Linked DNA regions of Sus scrofa: regions 2, 3 and 4 are each linked to region 1. Evidence: chromatin contacts called from public HiChIP or PLAC-seq and promoter capture Hi-C data. All regions are on one chromosome and are shown on one strand. The core of a region is the stretch at or near the end of the contact, and the rest is flanking DNA. Distances in the headings are between cores, read along the strand shown. Region 1 holds the start of POLR3A (DNA-directed RNA polymerase III subunit RPC1). Region 2 overlaps ZMIZ1 (zinc finger MIZ domain-containing protein 1). Region 3 holds the start of PPIF (peptidyl-prolyl cis-trans isomerase F, mitochondrial). Region 4 overlaps ZMIZ1 (zinc finger MIZ domain-containing protein 1).

Region 1 (4,440 bases), core at 1,148-3,647:
TATGCACCAGGAGCCCTCCTGAGGGCTGAGGACACAGATTAGATAAGACAGATGAGGTCCCTGCCAACATGGAGCTCAATTTCAGGGATGGCAAGACAGAATAAACAAATAGACATCTAAAAATGAACACATGCAAGTAACAAAAATGATGTTTAGAGGTAGAGGGAGCTGAATTCTGAATAAGAGGGAGCCCAGCCATAATATGATCAAGAAGTCGAGCATTCTAGGTAGAGAATTACTAGGGCAAGGGTTCTAAGGCCAGAACAAGCTTGGCATTTTCAAGGACCCAAACGAATCCAGAATACTAGAGCAAAGAAAGCTAATGGTGGAGTTCCCGTCGTGGCGCAGTGGTTAACGAATCCGACTAGGAACCATGAGGTTGCGGGTTCGGTCCCTGCCCTTGCTCAGTGGGTTAACGATCCGGCATTGCCGTGAGCTGTGGTGTAGGTTGCAGACGCGGCTCGGATCCCAAGTTGCTGTGGCTCTGGCATAGGCTGGCAGCTACAGCTCCGATTCAACCCCTAGCCTGGGAACCTCCATATGCCGCAGGAGCGGCCCAAGAAATAGCAACAATAACAACAACAAAAAAGACAAAAGACCAAAAAAAAAAAAAAAAAAAAAAAGAAAGCTAATGGTACAAGATGAAGTCAGTGAGGTATGCAAGGGCCAGGTCAGGGGGGGCTTGGGAATTTTGGTCGGGAATTCAAATGTTACTACAAGGGAAAGCTGCTGGATGATTTCAGGCTGAAGTATCAGGGATCTAATCCGCATCGCCCCACTCCTCCTTTTTGGCTGCACACACAGCACGTGGAAGTTCCTGGGCCAGGGATCAAAAACCCGCCCCACAATAGCAACCAGAGCCTCAGCAGTTGACAGCTGGGTCCTTAACCTGCTAAGCCATAGAGCAACTCCTAAATCTGTATTTTAACAGAGTCACTTGGGCTGCTTGGTGAGAACAGATATATCTGAATTTGGGCAGGCGCTGGGGTGGATATGGAGGGACGACTTGGGAGAATTCATCCTGCTAAGAAACACTTCTCCCTTTCAGTAAATGGCAACCTACACTTAGCTGCCTAATCAAGAAACTGTGCCAATTTCATTTCTCCCTCACCCATCCCTACCAATCCTGTCAATTTTACACGCTAATCCCCTCGGAACTCCATTGACCCTACCACCCTAGAACAGCCCATCATCATCTTTTGCCTGGGTCCCTGCAGTGGCCTCCAATGCCTTCCTCTTTAACTCAAAAGAGATCTTCCAGAAGGAGAACTGTTTTCAAGACATTTCAACCAAATCCTCTCAAAAATGATTCATTGCCTTCAAGAACACTCTGGAACATGGCTTCACATCTCCTGCTTCTTTTCATCACTACCCTTTCTCCCTCAATTATGTTCTTTGAAGGCTGTTTGGTCTGCTTTCTTCTGCCTGAGCCCCTTTTCTGATTAGTGCTTCCAGAACCCCCATGCCTGCTCTTGTCCTTGCACTCGTCTGACCTCACGTTGACTTAGCTACCTTTTCCAACTAGACTAGGCAATAAGGCCTTACTCATATCTTATCTCTACCGTCTATTACTAGGCCCAGCATACAGTATCTTCCTCATTAAGTGTTTGCTGCAAGAATGATTGATTTACTTCTTTGGAGCTGGAAGTTCTAAAGAAAGGCCATGGCATAATAAATTAGCTCCGAAGACAGCCCAAAAGAGTAGCCTCATTTCCGAGACTGCTATCCATCTGTCTGTGGTACTGTTTTCTAGCTGGCAACTCCACCCTTTTGGTCAGCAATTACTACGGTGTCATGTGTCATGTGCAGCAAAATCAGTCCCTGCCCCAGACTGCTCCCCACGCTGCAACGACGAAAGATTCGCTGAAAGGGGTCGTTTGACCTCGAGAGAACTCGAGCTTCGGTCCGTGGTGCACACACCACATCCCACTCCTCAGCCCAAGCCCAAGGGACCACTCCCGGTCTGCGGTCCGCCAAGTGTTGCAATGCCCTGTAACGATCAATATTCACTGATCCGCCTTGATACTCCAGAGCTGTGCCCACATCATTCACTGATTTCTAGTCCTTCCCTCCCAATTAACCCTCACCACTGAACCTTCGAGACCCAAGACCCCTGACCTCGGGTCCCTCTGGCCCTAATTTCTCCGTCCTTTGAGGGTTTTTGCTCCATCTTACATTTTCTTGGCCACATCCGTCTCTCTGAACTGCTCCTTCACCATGGTGACGGCTGCCGAGGCTCCCTCCTCGAGACTCCGTGAAGCTAGGTTAGAAATACAACGCTCCTCGCCCAGCCGGGGCTACTTTTTGACCGGTTGCTAACACATCCGCTGTATTCTTACGGCCACCGTAGAGCGCCCCACGTGTCCGCCTCCACTTCCTCTACTAGCTTCTGTTTGTCAAGAGAGGCTTCGGACTGGCTGCTTTTTACCTGCTCCCTACACTGCCACCTGGCGGGAACGTCTTGAAAGTGCCCCGAGACCTTCACTGTATTTTCTAAACCCCCTTTCTGGTCCATTTCTCCGGATCATTAACACCTGCAAAGAAACTACAAGATCTTGCCTCAAAACTTTTAGATAACCAGAGAGCCAAAAAATACATACAATGGAACGTCTTATCATCTTACAAACACCAATACCATCTTAATTAAGAGTCTCTATTTAAAGGAAGGTGGAGGCTAAAATGAACAGACCACGGAACAGATGGCTTCTAGACAATCAACAAAGGAAATAAAGAGGGCAGAAAACATGACCACACATGCACCTCCAGTGCACAGAGTTATTTTGAAAAAGAAGAAAAATTAAACCTATATTATTGGTTACAAAAGCAGAAGTAGAAAATCTGTGAGTTTAGTGTGAAAAATGAGCAATGGTGGGCTAGGGAAATAAGATGAAGGGAAAACAGGAGTGAAGATTATTCATGTGTTGAGGAAACAAACTTCTTGCCTCCAGTATGTGACACTCTGTGGGAGGTGATCCTAGTGTGACATCTTAGTGCAAGAGACTAGCAAGAAAACCATTCACTGTAGGACTCAATGCTGCAGAACCTGAAACTTGTATTTGTGAGAAACTCTGAACAGAACCCAATTAAGTGGTTCGACACCTTTGAATTTAAAAAATTTTTAATTAAATTTTTTTTTATTTTTTATTTTTCAGCCATGCCTCTGGCATGCAGAAGTTCCTGGACCAGGGATGGTACCCATGTCACACCAGTGACTCCAGTCACAGCAGTGAAAACACTGGATCCTTAACCTGCTTAGCCAGCAAGGAAATCATCAACACCTTTGCATTTTAAGGATGTTGTCTTTAGACTTTCTGGATCCCCACTAGCAAAACACAAAGGTCAAAGACAAAAGGCAAAGCCAACTAGACTTCCCTAATCTGTTTCAGCAGTTAATTGCTTAATATGTGTTTGAAGTAATGTTGACAACACTATACCAAGGAGATTTGATGAGTGACTTTCATTATCTAGAAGTTAAAAGCAAAAGTTCTGGAAACACAGGGTCCATAGCTGTCTGGGCACTACTGCTTCAAAGTTGTGTATTCTTGGCAAAGTTACTTAGCTTCATTGTATCTTAGTTTTCCCATTTATAAAAGGGACAAGTAATATGTACCCTAATTCTTAAGAGTTGGTGGGAAGATTAAATGGCAAAATGAAGGTGAAAGTAACTAAACTGTAACAGACATAGAGCCATCACTCAAAGAATATTACTCCGAAGAATATAGCAAAGCTACTTCAAAGCCTACACCATGATCTGTTGGTCGGTCTCTCTCTCAAACTGCAGGCTTATGTTTTTTCTTGTTACACGTGTCTTGTAAACAACACTTTTCTGGATCAAGCAGATACTTATTAAAAGCTCACTTTTTGTAGGGACTAAGGTTTTCTGAAAAAAGGCAAATTAGAGTTCTTTATATTTAGTTAGAAAAGCACTAGATAAGTTCAGAAAAATAACAGCAGTAATATTGTGTACTGGTTTTCGCAGTTTCCCTAGCAGTTAAACGAAGAGGTTGTTCGAGAGGCCATCCACAGAATGTCTTCCAGCTTTACCAACCTCTAACGCGGGTGGAACTGATTTAAACTTTAATTCAGTTTATCGGAATTTTGTTTGTTTTTGTCTTTTTAGACATATAGGGGTTCCCAGGCTAAGGGTCTAATCGGAGCTGTTGCCGCAGCCAGAGCAACATGGTTCAGAGCCATATCTGCAACTTACACCACAGCTCAGGTCAACACCCTATACTTAACCCACTGAGTGAGGCCAGGGATCCAACCTGCAACCTCATCCTTCCTAGTCGGATTCGTTTCCGCTGGGCCACCAGGGGAACTCCGGTTTACCGGTATCTTAAGCAGAGAAAAATTCAAGATAATGAAGTTGAATCACGTGCTTGCGTAAACCTGGTTTGCCCAAACTGTTCCCCCTTAGGATTGGCCAGTTCACGCTCCAGG
Region 2 (4,705 bases), core at 1,022-3,521, 1.0 Mb after region 1:
TCTAGGCAGCTCTGACTGCCAACTCGCACGTGAGCATTTCTTAAACATCCGCTATCTCTGCGTTGCAGGCCAGGGACCCAGGATGATGAAAAGAAGGGAGATTAGCACTTATAAAACACCTGCTGTGTACACCAAGCATGTTCACATGCATAATTTCATGTACCCGCCCCCAGTAGTAACACAAATGTAGTAACAGGTAAGAGTTACTGACCTCATTTTTACGGCTAAGAAATGTGCCAGTACAGATTCCTTCCCCTGATAATCCGTGGGCTTCTGGGGGACAGGGGCTCTGTCTGGGTCCCCTCTCTCTGGGGACAGCAGAAGGCCAAACACTCAGAAAGGACCCAAGAAATGCTTGGCTGACCTTTTTTCTACTAAAATGAGACCAGAGAGGTGAGATCACTAGCCCAAGGTCACACAGCTAGAAATGGAGCCCTGCTTTGCCTGGTTCTAAGCCAACCTTCCTGGTCTGGGTGTTGGCAGGGAGGCCTACCATTCTAGCTGGTGTTATCCAGCCACAAGGGCACTGTGGTGGATCAAAGCTTGGTGGCTCCAGGTCTCATCCCCCTGCCTGATGGTGTTTCTGCCTCCTCTGCTCAGGCCCCCCAATTCTCTGTCTCCAGCCCACCTTCCCCCAGAGGAGGGGAGGGTAAGGGAAAGCCCCCTCCCCTGTGCTGCTCCACACTCCAGCTCATGGAAATGAAAAACACATTGGCTTCATTATCCTGGACTGAATGAGCAGGGTTGCCATGGTGACAGCCATCTCAGGCCTGTGAGGGGGCAGGGAAGGGGCTGGCGAGGCTGTGGCAAGTGGGACCAGGCTATGGGTGAGCAGATGCACCAGGTGGGCAGGGCCCAGAAACAACGGCCACTCACGCTCCCCGCCTTCATATCGGGCCCCCAGCTTCGGATCACCATTCTGGAGCAGAGAGAAGCAGACAGGCCTCGTCCACGACTGACCGGCCCCAGTTCACCTGTCCTACCGCCTGTCCATCTCTTCCCTTCCTGGAAGGGTGCTGAGGGTGCCTTGCATGATTCTGGATGTCAAAAGGGAAGGAAAAGATGGAGGGGGCGGCCAGGAGGGGGCAGTGGCCTATTTTCCTACAGAGATCAGCCCTGGGTCTTCATTCACCTCTCCAGGGGCATGGCCTGAGGAACTGGCTGAGGATGCCAGGCCCTGCACACCCCAGCACGCCTGTGTAACCAGAGCCATCCTGGGGACCCTATCCTCAAGCATAACCCTCTTTCAAGAGGTCAGGTTTCCAAATATCCAGCAGAACAATAGGTGTGTTGGTGGCTATGGGGATGCCAGCTGGGAGCCCTGGCCCAGTGCGGCCTGTGTCTGTGGAGGCCCCAAGAAGGTGTCCTTAGTTCCTGAGCTGGGCCATCCCCATGACCCTGACCCAGGTGCCCTGATACCCAAATGGGCCCTGCTCTCCCCAGGACCTGGCACCCTGGGGCTTGAAGCATGGCACCCATGGATAAGTCCTGGCCCTACTACCCCTGTGCTCAAGCTGGTCCATGGGAAGTTGGCTCCACCCCCTTTCTCTTCTGAGCTCCCTGGTGGTCAAGGAGCACAAGATGGCCCTCTGGAGTGGCCATTCGGTCTATCTGTTCATATGATCCAGAAACATTGGGGCAGCTGCCAAGGGCCCCTGCTGGGAGGTATCGAGTGCCTTCAGAGGGCTTTACTTTCAGACAGTACCAGTCAGAGAAATTCAGAACTGACCCCAACTCCAATTTCAACCTTGACCTTAACCCTAACCCCAGATCCAGCCTTGGCCTCAGTCTGCTAGCCCAGCCTGCCTGGGGCATGCTTCCAGTGGCTTTCTCATCCCAGCTGCTGTTCAAGCCATTTTGTCCACCCTGAGTGCCCCCACTCACACCTGCACACTGCCAAGTCCAGCCTCTTCCCACCTCCTATTTTAGACAAGAATACCCAGGCCAAGAGAGACATATGACTTGTCCAAGGCCATGGAGAGTCAGGGCAGCATGGCCTGGGGCGGGATGTCCCTTTCCCAGGAGGCCAGCTCTTCATTCCCTGGAGAAATGGGTTAAGGGTCCACAAGGCCCTGGACCAGAGCCCAGCAGCTCTAGGAGCTGGTGACAGTTCCCTGCCAGAGCAGGTTCGGAGGGGAGGCAGAGTGTGCCAAGGTTTCAGCTTTTTGACAGCTGTTCTCAGTGGGAGGGGTGCTCGGGGACTGGCCCCAGTCTTGCTGACTGAGCCTCAGTAAATGGGGTCACTCTGCAGCCCCGCCCACAAACCGGCCACGTGCCTCTGAGGAGACAGGTGGAGAGCAGCCGAGCCCGGCAGACGTGGTCGGGGCGTCCATGGCACGGCTGTGGTCCTGCCTCCTGCCAGATGGAGGCTGGTGCTGAGAAGAAGGCCGCCCAGGCGGGACAAACCCCAGCACCTCCCTGTGACAGGGGAAATCTAGTGGTTCCCAAGCAGCCACCTGCCGCCCCACTGCAACCGGATCCCAGGGGCTCATTCTCAAATGCAGATTCCCAGACCCTCGCAGGGCTGGGCCAGAGCCCAGGAATCTGTGTTTGCAGCTTCCCAACCCCCAGGCTCTGAGCAGTGCTTGCCTTGCTGCCTCCAGAGGCCTGGCCAGCATCAGGGTCTCCGGCGGGGCCTTCACCTTTCTGCAGAGGCCGCCTCCCTGTGCTCCTGGCTCCAGGGTCACAACCCCTTGCTGACCCTTCCTGGGCCATATTCTGCAGAAAATCAGCCTGAGGCCAACCCTGTGGTCTTGTGCCCTCCCCTCCCCCCGCTTCCCTCTCATCCATCGTCCATCCACCCAAAGCCCACCACCCCCACAGCACTTGTCCCCTGCCATTGACCTCCCCTGACTTGGCGGCTGTGTGTCCTGGGCCCGCCTCCCAGCCACCACCATGGCCACCGCCCGGCTCCCCGCCCGTCGGCCAGGGGCGGCCACTGGGCAAGGCTGTCATTTTCCCTGCTGGAGATTATAGGTTTGGGGCTGAGGGAGTCTGAGCTGGAGGAAGAAGAGTGGGTTCTCTTGCCCTGGTGCCAGTCCTGAGAGACACCTCACGGGTAGGACAGCCTGGTGTGAAGTGCTCTTTGGGGCAGGATGGGGATTCCTATAACCTGACGTCACCCCAGCTCTGAGTGTGCAGGTGTACGTGGATGGGTTCACCTCTCAAAAGGGTCAGACAGTCTCTCATGCTCACTGAATTTAGTTCTCCCAGCAGTTCTGCAAAGCAAGCCCAACTCATTTCCCAGAGAGAAAAGACAGAACTCAGAAAGGGCAGTGCACTGGCCTGGGTCACACAGCAGGTTAGGGCAGAGCCAAGACTCTGCCTACCCTTGCTCTCGTTTGCTGCCTGGTTTGGTACTCTCTCTGCCCCGCCCTCACCCATCCTCCCATCTATGAGGGCAGGGAGCAGGAGACTTGCTGGGAGATCACAGCCTCCAAGAGGGGCTGCCCACCTGCTAGGTCGCCCATCCAATGGCAGGTGATGCAGTCACCATGCCTGCTGCTGAGGAAGGCTCTGCGGAGCAAGGTTTGGGAAGAAAGCATGCATCCCTTTTCTGCTCTGCCCTCACAGTGCCCCCCGCCACCCCCCCCCCCCAGAGCTGGGTCTGGAAGGGACAGTGTGAGTCAGACTCAAGAGTGTCAGAAGCTGGAAACATCTTGTGGGCGTGCAGAAACTGGAAACATCTCGTTGTTCACAGCTGCGGGAACTAGGATGGGGTTTCACACCAGTGGGGTGACCCCAACCAGACCCAGACCTGGGTCCCCTCTTTATCTCCTCTGGGGGTAATGCAGTGAGCATCTGTGTGCCCAAGAACCCCAAAGGTTTGAGGATTTGAGGGAACACGGTGGAGGGGTTCTCAAAACAGGCTCTGGAATCAGACTCTGGAAATAGACTGTGGAATCAAAACAGACTCTTGGAATTCCCGTCGTGATGCAGCAGAAACGAATCCAACTAGGAACCATGAGGTTGCGGGTTCAATCCGTGGCCTGCTTGATGGGTTAAGGATCCAGCGTTGCCGTGAGCTGTGGTGTAGGTCTCAGACTCGGCTTGGATCTGGCATTGCTGTGGCTGTGGTGTAGGCCGGCAGCTGTAGCTCCGATTGGGCCCCTAGCCTGGGAACCTCCCGGTGCTGCTGGTGCAGCCCTTAAAAGCAAAACAAAAAACAAAAAAAGCAGACTCTTGCTGGGTTGCTGGGCTGAAGTCACAGAACTTCTCTGAGGCTTGCCTCCATGTGATGTGTGTTTGAACGAGACAAACCTTAAACACTTAGTATAGTACGAGATATGTGGTAAGTTCAAGGGATGTTTACTAGCATCCTCCTTCTCAGTTCTGTAGGTGCTAACAGGTCCTGTTCCCCGCCTTCTAAGCAGTGAGGACCAGGGCGTGAGGGCTGGCAGTTCGGTGGGACCCACTGGATGGTAACTTGTGCCTGGTGGGGCTTCCCCAAGGCCTGGTTGCTCTGGAGCCAGCATTTCTGATAAGCAGAACCAGGCCCCCCCTAGACTGGCAACCACTCCCAGGGCTGAGCTGGCCAGATCACTGGCTACCTGAGGAACCTCTGCAGAGCTGATGCATAGGTGGCCAGGTCACCTGGGCCAGCCCCAGGAACAGAGGCCGTGGAGAGGCCTGCCTGTTCTTGGGAATTCACGGCATGTCTGCCTGTCACAAGTGCCTCGATATGCAAGATTTGTGGACGAGCCTT
Region 3 (4,734 bases), core at 888-3,387, 1.2 Mb after region 1:
CAGGCTGATCCTCCAGGCAGAAACTCTCTCCCATATCCCCTGAGTTCCCAGACCCCCTGGCTAACTTCTCAGTTTCTATCTTGCTGTGTTTTCTGTCCAAGGCCTGTCTCTCTTGCCCTCCAGACCCTGTCCCAATTACCAGCTCCTTTTGATGATAGTGAGAAGGGTTTGACATATGCAAGCCCTGATCTTGGAGTCAGAGACTCCCCCCAGCTCCAACACTCTGTTCCTTGCATGCCTTACTCCCAGCTCTTGGGGCCTTGCTTCCCCAGCTATGCAAAGGAACTGCTTCTCAGAATGTGATGGAGAGGAGCCGAGCTAAGGGCTGGGGAAAGTCTTCGAGAACAAAAAAGATTAAGTGAATGAGGGCAGCTCTTCACTGGGGTAGGGCTGTTCATGCTCCATTGGGTAGGGAATAAACTCAGGGCTTCTGGGAGCCAGTGTGAGGAACAATAGGGGACCACTAATCCACTTGGCATGGCTAAGAGCTATGTGAGCCCAGGGCCTAGAACTGACATGGGGGGTAATTCCTCTCTTTCTCCCTCAAATCTGCAGTATGCACCAGTGCAGGGGAGGATCTGGGAGATGTGCTGAGGACCTAGATGGGGCAGGGAGCAAGCCAGCCTCCTACTCAGGCCTGTTCTACTTCAGGGAAGATCATGAAAAAAATGAGAAGCCATTTCCCAGGACAGGGTGAGATCCCATTCTGGGCTGGGACCTGGGAAGCATCTGGACTCCAGGGTACAGCTGGGACATCATGTTGCTTGGGTCAACATTTTGCTGCCAGACCCCATCCCAAGAACTGATTCAGGGTCTGGAGCAGGTCAGTCTAGAACTGGTCCCAGCTCAAGCCCACCTGACTCCAAGGCTCAGCCCCTACCCTCTTTTCTAGCTCTTCAAAACTCTGAGCCACTGCAGCTGTGGCCCACTGCTATCTGAGCCCCAAACCCTGGGCAAAGTATAGACTCTGACTATCACTGATGCTTACAGCACAGTACTTAGCAGTTGACCAAGTTCTCTCTGTCTTGTTCTTTTTATCCTTGGAACAGACCTGGAAAACAAGTGGGGTAGGAATTAACATCACACCTATTCTGCAGAGGAGAAACTGAGGCCCAGAGAGAGGAGTCTGGGAGGACCGGTACAGGCTGGCAGTGGGGACTTCATGGTTCCCCTACTTCTGGGCAGCACCTTCCTGTCTCTGGGCCTCAGTTGTTCATCTGGAAAGTGTAGGTGTTGGCTCAGATGCTCTCTCAGGACCCCTGCCTGTCACTCATTTCCTGTAGGCTTCCCATGCCCCCCAGGCTCCAGTGAAGCCCACCTCAGCTTGTGGGGTAAATCTGCACAGTGGTAGCTCACACCCAGTTCCCCTCCTCTTCCCGTCTTACCTTTCCTCTCTTCCTTGCACCTCTTATGGATTGGCCCCTGTGCTATGTTACCTGCAGGAGCAGTTTCTCAGTGAGTGGGGGTAGAAGGGGAACCCTGGTTGCTGGGAACTAGGGCTGTCAGTCTGTGGGGTTGGGGAGGGGGAGATTCAGACCCAGTCCTGGTGGAGGACTGGGGGCCTGGTGGGAGCATGACAGGCTCAGGCTGAGTCTAGAGGGGGGACTGGTTTCTAGAAGCATTTGGAGACAAGCCCGGGCTAGGACAGGAATGCCTGAGGTCACCATGGGAGGTGTCTTGATCTCCTCCTGCCACTTCTCACTCTAATCCCGCATCTCATCTCCAACTTTCTTTGATTGACACTCAGTGCCACCTTTTCTCTTGGTCTGTACCTGTTCGCGGGGCCTATGGCAGGAGGGGCTGCCTATACAAAAGGCTCAAATGTAGACTTTTGTTATATTCAAATGAAAACACAGTACTCGCATTTTGGAGTTAGCCACTTTTTAGGATCCCCCCCGCCCGCTTTTTTTTTTTTTTTTTCCTATCTATTGGGACCCTCACAAAATGTCACCGGCCTCCTTTTGCAAGGTCGTGTCTAACTCTCAGGTCTCTAGCCCTGGTGTGGGTGTATTTAAAGGATTTTAGGCTAGCCGCTGTGCTTCCCGCTGGGGCCGGCAGAGGACAAGAGCGGACAGGCTGAAGGGGGCGTGGCGGAGGCGGGGCCCAGAGGCCGCCTGAGCCAATAAAGGCGGCGGCGCGCGGTCCCAGCTGACTCGGCCGCTCTGGGCGTGCGTGGTTCTCTTTGCTGTAGTCTCCGCTTGTCCTGGAGCTCTTGCACTCCGACCCGCGCTCACCATGCTGGCGCTGCGCAGCAGTCCCCGCTTGCTCCGTCTGCTCTCCGGCCCGCGCTCCGCGCCGCTGCGCCTCTCCGCAACCCGCGCCTGCAGCAGCGGCGGCGACTCCGGTGACCCGTCCTCTTCCGCCAGGAACCCGCTTGTGTACCTGGACGTGGGCGCGGACGGGCAGCCGCTGGGCCGCGTGGTTCTGGAGGTGAGACCACTGGACAGGACCGCGCTGGACTGAGAGTGAGGGACGGTCCCGGAAGAGCCCTGGACTCCGGGCCGGCGCTGTGTCTGGCTCGCTGTGTGACCTTGCTTCCTGCTCTGGGCCTCAGTTTCCCCATCTCTAAGAAGAGGCATCAGATTGGTCTCTCCGGGCCTCCCCTCGGATCTTTAGACCAATGGAAGTGGGGCGGGGGGAAGGTGGGGGAGGGCGCCCGTGGAGGAGAAAGCTCAAGGTCAGAATGTAGGCAGGAGGGCCTGTCCCGGCAGGCCGGCTCCGAGTTTGGGGAAGGGCTCCGAGATCTCACGGGGTGGGAGCGCAGGCCCAGAGCTCTGAGGTGGGTGTCGGGGTGGAGGGGGCAGGCTCTCCAGGATCCAGGCGGCTGACCCGCTGTGCGCTCACGTGGCGGCCCTTGCATAAGATGGAGCGTCCCCGGCCCTGCTCCTGCCATGGGGCGCATGGTTGAGCAAAGGTGCTTTGGGGCCGCCTCCTCTCCTGGTGGGTGCTGGCTGGGCCGGCCGCGGCCCCAGGAGTCGGGACCCTGTGTTCAGAACTCTTTGCCCCAACGCCAACCTGTCACCTTCCCAGGGTAACGCTTAGTGCCTGCCCCTGACTCTTTGGGCCTTTTTTTTTTTTTTTTTTAAAGCAGGGAACAAATATGTAGTCTGGAAGGTAACAGAGGGAACGCTCCTGTGTAGTTCTTGAGCCTGGCCTGCTTTTGAACACAGGCGCCTCAAGCCTCTGTTTCTTCTTCCGGAAAATGGAAAGCACCCATTTATTTTAAAGGTTTGGCACCAGGGCAGCTCTTGAAGCTGGGAAGCAAGAGGCTGGCTTGAATGGGGCTCCGGCCTCCCCCCTTTCCACCAGCCTCCTGCCTCTCTCTGAGCCTCAGTTTCCCATCTGCCCATTGAGGAGCTTGGGGGGCCCTCTCTCCAGGCCCTGAGTCTCTGATGCTTTGGGCCCAGCTGAAGTAGCTCTGCTAGGTCTGCCTCTAGAAGCAGGCCAAGATGGTGTTGTCATCTCTTCTGACAGGTTAGGAAATCGAGGCTGCCTCCTGCCAGCCCTGGGTTGAGGAAGCAGCTGGCAGAAGTGATAGCCACAGTGGCTTCCCACGGAGGGCTGGGAGTGACAGAGGGCTGGGAGTGACAGGAATGGTGCTCTCTTTGTCTTTCCTGGGCCTCCGTGGGAGTTGGGTCCTTCCTTCACCTGCCTCTGGACTGATGTCCTGCCCTCTTTCTCTCCCCACAGCTGAAGGCAGATGTCGTCCCAAAGACAGCAGGTAAGGCAGGGCCTGGGCCCTTCTGAGTCTGGTCTGGATGCAAGAGAGGGTGGGATGGCTAGAGGAGTTGGGGCATGAGATCTGTGACCAGATGGGTACCCTGGGGTAGCCTTCTGGCCCTCTGAGCCTCAGAGTTGGCCTTGCCCACCTATCTGGTAGTAGCCTCAGAATCAGTAGAAGAAATATGTGCATTTCCTCTGGGACAACTTCCTCCAGTGGGTCAGTATGATGGCTTCATAGCCCTTGGGCTCCCTGCCCCGCTGACCTGGTGCTGGAACATCCAGGAGCCTTAGCTCTTGCCATGGTGCTCGGACATTGAGGTCAGGGTACAAGGTCACCCAGCTAGAGCAGACCCAGGTTGCAGGGCTTTCCATACCCTGCTTACCTCCTGGGGTGGGAGGGTAAAGAGTGCTCTGGCTGGAAGCATTGTAGCCCCTGGGTTAAGGCCTGGCGCTACTGATCTGCCTCTTTCTCCAACCCTCAGAGAACTTCAGAGCCCTGTGCACCGGGGAGAAGGGCTTCGGCTACAAAGGCTCCACGTTTCACAGAGTCATTCCATCCTTCATGTGCCAGGTATCTCAGATCTCTCCCTGCCTTCGGTTCCTCTTCTGTAAGTGGGGATAGAGATGGGGTCGCCTCGGAAGATTGTCATGGGGAGTAACCAGGGTGCACACACCTGGTGCCTGGAAAGTCTGAATGGAAGGCAACTGCCATCACTCTCTCAGCCTGGCCTCTCACTGGAGCTTGTCCTGGCTGATGTAGAAAACTTCCCTGCCCCAGGAGTTGAGCAACAGGGCAAGCGGCAGGACGGGGCAAACGGCAGGATGGCCCTACCTTACGCAGTCAGGAGAGTTGAGCAATGGAGGGAGAACCAGCATTGGGGTGTGGATGTGCTCAGGGGTAGATCTGAAGGCTTTGGCGGACTACTGAAGCAGTCTCTGCCCGTATCCCAACGAGCACTTGGCATAGGGGAAAAGGAGGAGGTGGAAGAGGGAGAAAGACCCAGCACAGAC
Region 4 (4,409 bases), core at 1,716-4,215, 1.1 Mb after region 1:
GCAGGGCCTTCTTCCTCCCAAGGCTGGGGCCGGCCATGCTGTTGGTTCCCTCACAACCAGGGTGCTGGGGCTGGGAGCAGAGAGCCAGGACATGGGAACAGACAGGCTGACAGACACAATCCAGGCTCCCTCTAGCCAGGGGTCTTGGCAGGTCTCAGACCTCAGTTCCCTCATCTGTAAAATGGAGATGATTCTCATCTTACAGAGTGGGCATGAGGAATCAGGAAATGCAAGCGCCCAACACCCAGAAAGTGCTTGGTAGATGGGACTTTTAGTGACATGGCCGGAGATGAGGGGCTGTCAGGGGGCAGTACTTTGGGATCGCAGAGAAGGCCAGGGGCCGTAGGCCTCTTTTCAGCTCTGTGTCTGACCCATGTGTCTGCAGCCTGAAATGCCTGCCACATTGTGGGAGCGCAGACCCAGCCGGCAGCAGGCAGACGTCTGCTTTGGCCCAAGGACCTGGTGCCCTGAGCAGCGGGGGGAACCAGAGCTGAATCTCTCTCCTCTCTCCTCCTCTCCACCTCTCCCAATCTCTGCCTTCACCATCATGGCCTCTCTTGAGAGGCGTTGGGGGCTCCAGGGGCTTTCTGGAGCTGAGAGCCTTCCTCACTTAACTTCACCACCTAGAAGGATGTCACAGCCATGCTTGCGTTCCCAAGGCCCAGCACCATGCAGGAAGAGTGAGTCTGGCAAACATGACATCCGTGCACCACTCGGCCATGAATCGGCAGTGTGGCTTCGGCTCTGACACGGGCTCCCTGTGCCACCCCGGGCAACTCCCTCCTGCTCTGAGCCTCAGTCTCCTTATCTGGGAAAGAGGGTGCTGCTGATGGCTGCCCTCCTCCTCTCCCAGGAGGGCAAAGGGGAAAAATGGAATTGTGTGTAAAGTGCAAGGAACTCTAAGGCATGGGGGATTCGAAGAGGGGGTGTGGCACCCGTGAGAGGATTGCTGTGCATACACCACATGTGCATCACATGGAAAGATCCCCATACACACGTGCACACACACATGCACACACACACGGCCACATCGAGGGTGCTAAGCCCCGAACCAGGAATTCCGAAGATGGGGCGGCCGTCCCCACCACCACCACCCTGGACACGCGTCTGTGTGGAAATGTGTGGTGGACATGCCTGCCCAGTGTTCACATGAGCCACCCACAGAGGACACCCGGAGCACTTCCTGCCCTCGCCCCAGGGTGCAGTTCCTCCCCCCAGCACAGGGCTGCCCAGGGCAGAGGCCACTGCGGCTCACAAAGGGTCCTGGAACCTGCTGGAGCCACTGGGGTGAGCAGGCTTGTGTAGAGGCAGGAAGGTGGCTATGAGGTTGGCAGGCCTGGCACAACCCCAGTGACACCCACTCTCCCCTGTCTTCACAGGCTGGACAACGTTCATGGCTCTCGGGTAGAACCCAGCGAAACGGCCAGAATGAATTCTATGGACAGGCACATCCAACAGACCAATGACCGACTGCAGTGCATCAAGCAGGTGGGTGTGTGGCCCAGGCTCTCTCCTCCTCTTCCACCAGCCTGGTGAAGGCAGGGCAGGCAAGGCGGGCAGAGCTGTGGGGTGCTGGCCCGAATAGTAGCCGAGCATCCGGGGTGCTGGGTGAAGGTGATGGTAGGTGAAGGCTGACTGCCTGAGGCTCTTCGACCACCCCCGTCGTGAGAACACGGCTGGCATGGACCAACCTCACACTCGAGTCACACACCTGGATTCACATGTCCACTCTGCCCTGTCTTTCCCTTCCCTTCCCAGCTGTGTGACTCTGGGCCAGTGTTGTGCCCCCTCTGGGCTCTGCTATGTACTCTGGGCTGTTCTGAGGATGTGGTGAAATGTCTAATCTCCTTCCTAGACCTAAACTCCCCACCCTCTGCACCAGTGATTCTCTGTAAAGAAAGAGAAAAGGAAAAGTCCTGGGGAATTTCATCATCTTACAAAAAAGGAAACGAAGGCATGGAAGCAGGAAAGGTGTGGCCTGAAATCACAAGCCCAGCCCCACTGGTGCCAGAAGGGCCTCATTCCAGAGGGTGCAAGATCCCTCTCCTGCCTGTGCTCACACCAAGCTTAAGGGGTGATTCTCCTGCCAGTACCCTGTCTGGATTGTTCCGAGGTAGGGAATATCATTGTGGGCCCAGTAGGTCCCCTTTAAGAACCCTGCTTGAGTCTGGGCAGGTTGGCGCCCCCAGTGGTGACCATGGGTGATGCACCTGCCCTCTGAGCTCAGCCTCCCAACAGCCCGGTGTCACAGTGTCCCTGCACAGATTCCCGAGTGTTACTTTACTCCAGGAAGGAGCAGATATGGTGGAAGGGGCATGGGCTTTGACATCAAACAGAGTGGGCCCAAATCCTCACTCCTCCTTGAACTCACAGTATGATTTCAGGCCTGGCCCTCTTTGTCTGAGCCTCAGTTTCCCCTGTCAAATGGGTCCAAGAAAGCCAACCTCATAGGATGTTCTGAGGACTTGATGGGTGGGACATGTAGTCCAGCCTGGCACGTGGCAGGTGATCAGCTATTGGTGACGGGGCTGTTGTCCTCAGTGTCTCGGTGACAGGGTGGGGCGTGCTGGGGCGAGTCCCTGGCTTAGGCAGGCTTAGCAGGCAGCTCACGGCCCCAGGACCCTCACAGCCCCACCCCCTCCCAGTCCACCCTCCCCGAACACCAGAGCCCAGTGGAGCTGAGGTTAGTCTGTGGGAATGAGGGATGCGTGTCCTCTCATTAGCATCAAGCAGAGCAATCTCAGAAGCCTGTGCGGGGTCTGAGGAGAGGAAATTGAAGAAGACTTGTTACAGATTGAACTCAGCCCAGCAGCTCTCCCAAACGCCAATTACGCCTCTGTTCACAGTCGCAGAATAGAAACCAGACGATGGGCTTCTCCTCCCCTGCCCTTCTCTCCTTCTCCTCCTCCTCCTCCTCCAGGCTCTGCGGGGCTCTCTCCCAGCTCTGCCTTTGACCCAGTTTCTCCCGCCCATGAGGGATCAGCTGTCAGTGGCTCCACCCCCAGGAATACAGTCAGGCCCCTGTGCCTGAGCCCTCTAAGTGCCAGGCACACAGCTCCTCCTAAAACCTGCTCACAACCTGACTTCTCTCCCTGCATCTGGTTCTACATCCCCAGGAATCAGGGCACCCTTTACTCCCTGGGCCTCCCCAGGGGTCCAGTGCAGGCAGAGGCCCACCCAGCAGCTGCTCTCTTGAAGCACGGCACACAGGGCTCAGGTTTACCAGTCAGCGAACCTGGTCCCCTAGTGCCACTCACTAGCCTCCTGACCTTGATTAAGTTGCCAGTTTACCTCCCCTCATCTGTAGAATGGGCATCGTGATGCACACCCAGCCAGTGGGTCTCAGAGCTGCTGAAAAGCCAGGGATCACCTCCACTCCCCCGCCTGCCCCACACATACATGTGCATACCCACACACAGAAGCCTGCTTTGGGGCTAGAAGTGCAGTGGCTGGGAGGGTGAGCAGGCTGTCCAGGTGCCCCCCAGCCATCCAGAGCTCCCTGAGTCCTCCACGCCTGCTCCCGAGCTTCTGGTCTGACACAGCTCAGTACTGATATCTATCTGCTCAGCAGCTGCCCGGAGACAGTTGGTTCTCAGACATCCTGCATCCTAATCAGAAGAGAAAGGTCTGCATGCTCTGAGGATGATGCATGTGCTGGCTCTGCCTACCTCTGGCCAGTGGGACTATGGCTCCCATAGGGGTTGCCTCACAGCCTCGAACCCTCCGCCCCACCTCACTTCTATAGCACAGCCTTCCCTATCCATGCGACCTGGGTCTGGCCACTGCTGTCACTCACCAGCCCCCCAAGCACACAGCAGTCCATCTTCCCTCCAGGCCTCTGGCTCAGCTGCCTTTCTGCTTTCTCAGCCTCAGGTGCTGGGAAAACTAGTGCCCTCTCTACACCACCTCCTACTCAGGGACACAGCACGTTGGGACTCCACGTGAAAGCTGTGCAAATCAGCTACTTCCTGCCCAGCAGCCTCCCCACACCCCAGGTCCCTTTGGAGTGTCTGCACTTCCCATTTCTGAGCCCCAGGGCTTCCTCGGCACCCAGCTACGTCACTCACCCACGTCACTCACCCTGCTCTTTGTCCCTCAAGCTGTAGACCCTGTAGGGTCTACAGCAGGTCTCCCACCAGGCTGAGCTCCTCAGGGGCAGAGGATGTGCCACATTCATCTGTAAGTCAGCAGAGCCCAGGCCAGGGTGGGGCCCAAATACATTGGGGGGAAGTGGGGGAGGGGTGGCCTCAAGGAAGATAGCTAAGGGAATAAATGAACGGGTGCAAGGATGGACATACAGCTGGACAGCTAGGTGGATGGGTGGTAGGTGGATATACATGATGGATAAATAAATGATGAGTGAATGGATAAGTAGATGGTTGGATACATTCTGGATGGATAGGAAGATA

Evidence for each region. Promoter capture Hi-C pulls out the DNA fragments that hold promoters and counts their contacts. HiChIP or PLAC-seq counts read pairs in DNA pulled down with a chosen protein or histone mark.
Region 2: a contact with region 1 is called in a promoter capture Hi-C map of fetal skeletal muscle, with 10 times the contacts expected there. The contact joins the enhancer-like site here to the promoter of POLR3A in region 1. A contact is called at or near these places in 2 of 5 promoter capture datasets (fetal skeletal muscle and liver), 3 of 47 Hi-C or Micro-C datasets (retroperitoneal adipose tissue, skeletal muscle and subcutaneous adipose tissue) and 2 of 2 datasets of contacts at active chromatin or transcription factors (alveolar macrophages and skeletal muscle).
Region 3: a contact with region 1 is called in an H3K27ac HiChIP or PLAC-seq map of alveolar macrophages. The contact joins the promoter of PPIF here to the promoter of POLR3A in region 1. A contact is called at or near these places in 5 of 47 Hi-C or Micro-C datasets (embryonic fibroblasts, heart right ventricle, omental adipose tissue and 2 more) and 2 of 2 datasets of contacts at active chromatin or transcription factors (alveolar macrophages and skeletal muscle).
Region 4: a contact with region 1 is called in an H3K27ac HiChIP or PLAC-seq map of alveolar macrophages. The contact joins the enhancer-like site here to the promoter of POLR3A in region 1. A contact is called at or near these places in 3 of 5 promoter capture datasets (fetal liver, fetal skeletal muscle and liver), 15 of 47 Hi-C or Micro-C datasets (embryonic fibroblasts, fetal heart ventricle, fetal skeletal muscle and 9 more) and 2 of 2 datasets of contacts at active chromatin or transcription factors (alveolar macrophages and skeletal muscle).

Annotation. Positions count from the first base shown.
Region 1 is chr14:80,469,343-80,473,782 of Sscrofa11.1, forward strand. It overlaps POLR3A (DNA-directed RNA polymerase III subunit RPC1), which reads right to left and starts at 2,398. Exons shown (of 31, transcript XM_001929360.6): 1 at 2,176-2,398. The coding sequence starts at 2,219.
Region 2 is chr14:81,513,515-81,518,219 of Sscrofa11.1, forward strand. The region is part of intron 4 of ZMIZ1 (zinc finger MIZ domain-containing protein 1); the gene reads left to right. Among named protein-coding and RNA genes, the nearest start is that of TRNAK-UUU, 85 kb to the right of the region's middle. Within about 2 kb of position 2,272, at least 15 of the 83 cell types and tissues checked have an H3K27ac peak or open chromatin away from gene starts, as enhancers often do. A contact at or near this core is called in fetal skeletal muscle and skeletal muscle, where this site is marked.
Region 3 is chr14:81,672,534-81,677,267 of Sscrofa11.1, forward strand. It overlaps PPIF (peptidyl-prolyl cis-trans isomerase F, mitochondrial), which reads left to right and starts at 2,138. Exons shown (of 6, transcript XM_021073635.1): 1 at 2,138-2,430; 2 at 3,691-3,721; 3 at 4,206-4,294. The coding sequence starts at 2,236.
Region 4 is chr14:81,534,991-81,539,399 of Sscrofa11.1, forward strand. It overlaps ZMIZ1 (zinc finger MIZ domain-containing protein 1), which reads left to right. Exons shown (of 26, transcript XM_013983374.2): 5 at 1,380-1,488. The coding sequence starts at 1,429. Among named protein-coding and RNA genes, the nearest start is that of TRNAK-UUU, 64 kb to the right of the region's middle. Within about 2 kb of position 2,966, at least 16 of the 83 cell types and tissues checked have an H3K27ac peak or open chromatin away from gene starts, as enhancers often do. A contact at or near this core is called in alveolar macrophages, retroperitoneal adipose tissue and subcutaneous adipose tissue, where this site is marked.